Linked DNA regions of Hordeum vulgare: region 1 is linked to region 2. A link is a contact called in public Hi-C data. All regions are on one chromosome and are shown on one strand. The core of a region is the stretch at or near the end of the contact, and the rest is flanking DNA. Distances in the headings are between cores, read along the strand shown.

Region 1 (2,700 bases), core at 19-2,518, 45 kb after region 2:
CAAACCCACCAAATTCCTTCCTCAAAACAGCCACCATACCTACCTACTATGGCATTTCATAGCCATTCCGAGATATATTTTCATGCAACTCGCACCGTTCCGTCTCATGACTTGTGCCGTCACTCTCATATTGCCATTGCATGATCATAAGATAGCTAGCGAGATGTTTCAACGTCATACACCTTGCTAGATCGTTGCACATCCCGGTACACTGCCGAAGGCATTTCCTATGGAGTCATCATCATCCTTCTGGATCGATACCTTGGTTCTCAAACTGAGGGAAATACTTACTGCTCCTGTGCTGCATCACCCTTTCCTTTTCAAGGAAAAAACCAACGCAAGCACAGTCTCCATCAACGTGTCAATTTCTGACGTTGTTGTTTGAGAAGTAGCAGTACGCATGATATATTGTCCATGTTTTTGTATGGGTATGAGGGATAAAATATGAGAGAGTTGGATGTGAAGAGAAAAATTTAAGACGTGACCGATCAGTGTCCGCGGACGCGACCGCGAACGTTCGAGGGACCGGATTTGCAAGATCCTGCTGCTGTAGACGCTCTAAGATCGAGTGTTCACGGTAAAAAAAAACAATAATGATGCCAACGGTATTTTACACACCTGTGTTTGCAGATGTGCTCATCTGGCATTGGCATTGATATGTACTCTCCATTTCAAAATAAACATCTCAACTTTAATATAATTTTAGTATCAAGTTGTATTAAAATTAAGACATTTATTTTGAAAAAAGGGAGTATGCACTAGAGGCCATGTGCGTTATCCTGCTTTTCGAAAGAAAAGAAAAAATGGTTATCAATCGAGCTAAGTACGTACTACCTTCGTCTGAAAATACTTATTATAAAAATAAATGTATGTAGATGCACTTAAAGTTTAGATACATCATTTTTTATTCATTTATGTGATAAATAATTTCGGATGGACGGAGTAGTAGACTAATGTTATCATTGCATCAATCACTGGTCTACCTATTACGCGGCCGGGTCTGGGTGCATGGCCGCATCGCATGTATTCCCTTCGTTTCTAAATATAAGTTTTTAAAAAAGTTTCATTAGTGGACTACATACGGATGTGTATAGACATACTTTAGAGTGTAGATTCACTCATTTTGTTCTGTATGTAGACTCTTAGTGAAATATCTTAAAAGACTTGTATTTAGGAACGGAGGGAGTAAGGTGCATTCACCAGCTCACCAGCGGTGGGAGGGCAAGTCACGTCAAGGTCGCAGTATATGCATCCCACTGAGGTTGAAAGTTCAGCAAAACCTGCGTGTGGACTGCCGTAGGACACGATCGTTTTAGTGTGGCAACCAATAGAGTCATGGCTATTGCGCGCGGAGCTAATTAAATTCAGGTGACAGAAGCAATACATATATAATTTGGATCCAGATGTGAACAGGTAAAAGGTGCCGGTCGCCTTCGTGAACATATTCATAGTGGTGCACACGAACGTGCGTGGGGAAAGTGCGCGTGTTAATCCAGTTTACCAAGATTGTCAAAACGGCCAAATGGGTAACTAACTGCGCACGCACAGCCGCAAACTAATTCTTGCATTTTGACCAGACTATAGGATTAGGATATATCTGGAGCAATATGTGAAGCTTTTTTTGTCCTGTCAACGAATGACGGCGCGTTCACAAACACAAAGGTGTGGACGGTTGCTGCCAAAATCTCAATGTACCATGGAATGGATGTCATATCTGAGAAAAGGAGAAGTATTTCTCATCCATGCCTCGGTGGTGCAACTGAGCGTACATTCTTGCCTCTGACCATTGCTGGCACGTGTATCACCATTGCTGAGCGTACATAATGCCTCGGTGATGTTGTGTAGCACGTGTATCATCTGGAATGGCGGTGAGCCATGTTGCTCCACAAAGGAAGAAAAGGGGGAAACAAAAAGCAAAGGAATTTTTTCTTTCGCACCCCTGAGATAGTTGAGTGATCCATACGTCGGGTCTCGGGTTCGTTAAGTTAATTTTGCATCAAAACAAAAAGATCAACAAAATCTAGATGTCTTTGAACACTTCCATTGGCAAGCTTTATAAAACCTGCAAAGCGAAAAGAACACCAGCAATGTAACTACAATACAATATCACATTTTAAACTACATTTTAAACTACGTATAAGCACACAATAAGCGCACATTGATTTTTGTGTAGCACGTGTATGCATGTTTCCTAAAGAAATTATTATTTTTACATCCCCAAAGAAATACTTGCAAGCATAATAAGCGCACATTGTTTTTTGTTATTATAGACAATCTTGTATCTCGCCATGTTCTTTAGATGTTAGCAAAAATAAAGTTCATCAGAGGCGCCACAATTTTGGCATAGTCGACATGGCCATTGCTGGCTTACTACTATCTCACTGGACAAACGTGATGCAAAGAGGTCGCAGGTGGACCGAGGACGACAACGTCGACGAAGTTGTCAAGGAGTGCGTGCCGAACAGACACCATCTCATCTCCAACGTAACCACGATTAGGGGAAAGGGCATCTCCCAGGCAATGACAATGCTGCCTAGCTAGGCAAAAGATAATCTAAGCTAGTTGGTCGTGTGATGTTTGTGGCTTGAATCAACATGATCAGTAAAAACAACATTAATTCTCAAGTGTTACATGATCAGTAGCGGTGTTTTAAATTTTGATTGTGGAAATACCCATGTTCCAATAAAAATATAGTTTTCA
Region 2 (2,700 bases), core at 106-2,605:
ATTTGAACGCTCGGCTTTAAAAACAATGGAAGGCCGGATGTATGTGGGTGGTTTTTGATAACCACTTTCCGCATCCATGTTTACGGACTGGTCCTTCATGTCCGCAGACACATGCAGAAGAAAATTTACGGGTCGGTGTTGAAGATGTCAACTACACATTTTTTCCACAAAACATCATGAACAAAATATTTGATTAAATATTTCCTCGCTTGCATAGTACTTGTCGTGGTTTAGTTCATTTAAACTATTTTGAAACTGAGATAATATTTGTTTGCCTGATATCTGTTTTGCAAATGCATTATTGTCGACCTGTCTGCGTATGCAGACTTACTTTTTTCTTTTGTTTTCTTTTCTAGACAACTACCTTTTGAGATGAAATTTCCATTCCAAAGTCAGCGGGCCATGTTGTGTCTGTTGTCCCTGAAAAGAGAGAAGACAGCCTGCCCCAAAAGCGAGGTCCAGCTTGCTTAATCTCGTCTGTGCAAGCATTTGTTCTAAGCAATCCCCTCCACCAACACGAACACATACCAGATAATTACATTAAAAAGGCTTAGAGCAACTTTAACGGAACGATCTAAACGGACAACGTTTTTTCCGTCTTTTGTCCGCTTTAGTCGTCTGTTGGCCTGTTCGTGTTCATTTTTTTAAATGAATCGTCACATGCACCCAACGGTAAGGAAGTAGACAACATTATGGTATTAAAATAATAGAAAAAAGATGAATGATGATGGGCCAACGAATTAAATAAACAGACAGATGTGGGTGGGAGAATGTGTGACAAGTAGACCAGCCCGTCACATGCAGACGAGGACGCGCGCACGTCCGTTTGGCGGCCGCACCGATGCATTTTAATCCTAAATTTTAGCCGTAAATGGATCGGCCAGACATGAAACGGTCGCGTTTTGAAAATGGATCCGTGCACTGGACCATCGCTTTTTTCTGCGTGGATTTAGAAAAACGACGACGAACGAAACGGATTGCTCCGTTCGAGTTGCTTTTGTTAACAAATGTAAATGAAAACCGCTGATGGAAATGGAATGGTTGGCGTTGACATGGGCTTGGAATGATCGAGCATGTTCGCGGAGCCGGTGGTTCCTAGCTAGCCCAGACCGATTGACCATGGATGGAGATGGAGTAGGATGCCGGCGAAAGCATGCACGCACACGGCGTTCGGCCACCGGAGACACACCGCGCCGTCCGCGGCAGTAGCTAGCTAGCTACAGCCAGCTTGCTGGGGAGCGGGGTAGACGAAGTTGGAAACCGTTACGGGCCCCGGGGCCCACCTCACCTGCGCGCTGCGCCGCTCTCGCTCTCCGTGATCCGGGGAAGGAAGCGTCAGCGGAGCGGAGCCGTTGGAGAAAAGAAAAGAATGGGAAAGGAAAGGAGGAGGAAACCGCGTGATGGAAAGGCGCCTGCTACCTGCCTGCGTAGCTCGCTTGCGTTGGCATCTGCTCGCCCGCTGCCGCTGCCGCTGCCGCTGCGGTGTCAAGGGGCCTGGGCTCGGGCCCGCCGGCGACTCACTCGGCTTCCTAGTTTATTTTTCCCTTCGTGTCCGTGCGCGCCCGTGTGCGGCTATGCATGCTCCGCTCCGTCGCTGTCGCTCGCTTCCTCGCGCGGCCTCGCCGTCGACTGGCGGCGAGGGTGCCGGTGGGCCGCCGTGCATGGCGCACCACACGCTGAGCAGGCTAGTTCGGCCTCTGCGTGCGTGCAGTACGCTGTGGTTGTGTGGAGCGCGCGCGGTGACCAGGCTATGGAGGATTTGCGTGGCTGCGGTGAAGCTGAAGCACCGGCCTCCGCCACGGCGGCGAAGCGACTGCGACACCGTGTCCAGGATCTGACGCGGGGGGCCAGCGCGCAGGATATCAGCATCATATCGGTGCAGCGAGCAGTTACTGCATTACACATGCACACATGGCGTGGTTGATGGTCGTGGGTCCGTGTTCGTGTTGTGTTGGTAGGGTAACGTGAGAGCGAGTCGAGTGAGCCTTCGCTGTCTGTCCTGGTCCCTCCATTGCTAGGACCTTTGGGGTGCACAGCAATCAATGGGGAAGAAGCAGGCAACCCCCGTCTCTTTAACATGCACTTTCCTCTAAGTGCCAGCTGGAGTAAGTATAGGGCAACTCCAATGCTCCTGCATCTAAACACCCGCAAAACGTCCCAACCAACCCAACTTGTCTACTCATAGTGGAAAGTAACATACTCATAATGGAGTACTATGATACTACTAGTCTAAATTACTACATTTACAGTAGATAGTAGAAGTAAGATAGGATAATAACATTAAGCTTTTTATTTATTATTTAACCCGTACTAGTAGATAGGCTAAAACTAGTCTTGAGACTATTTTTTTTAGGCAGGGGTACCTCTATTAAAATATGGATTAGTCATCTCTCTCCTTATTTAACTCCTTTTCATTAACACAGACGAGTTCTGGATTGGACGGTTTGAAGGATAATAATGTTAACACAGACGAGTTCTGGATTGGATCCAAGCATGAATGAGGCTAGCAAGTGTTAGTCTCACTACTTTTAGTCATTGGACTAAAACGTATTAAGCACCCTCTAATAATTCAATATGTTTTTTTTAAAAGGGAGCAACATTCGGAATCAACATTTAGCGATGCACACAATCATATTATTAATTATTCAATAAAGTTTGACGAGAATAACGATCAAACAATCATGCACCATCATGTAGAGC

The links. A called contact is a pair of places that touch in the nucleus more often than the background predicts.
Region 1: a Hi-C map of leaf shows a contact between it and region 2, with 2.2 times the contacts expected there. The contact joins two enhancer-like sites. A contact is called at or near these places in 2 of 6 Hi-C or Micro-C datasets (leaf and seedling).

Annotation. Positions count from the first base shown.
Region 1 is chr3H:596,725,788-596,728,487 of MorexV3_pseudomolecules_assembly, forward strand. No RefSeq gene overlaps it. Among protein-coding and RNA genes, the nearest start is that of LOC123445492, 52 kb to the left of the region's middle. Within about 2 kb of position 1,269, at least 1 of the 3 cell types and tissues checked has open chromatin away from gene starts, as enhancers often do. A contact at or near this core is called in leaf, where this site is marked.
Region 2 is chr3H:596,680,771-596,683,470 of MorexV3_pseudomolecules_assembly, forward strand. No RefSeq gene overlaps it. Among protein-coding and RNA genes, the nearest start is that of LOC123445492, 7.3 kb to the left of the region's middle. Within about 2 kb of position 1,356, at least 3 of the 3 cell types and tissues checked have open chromatin away from gene starts, as enhancers often do. A contact at or near this core is called in leaf, where this site is marked.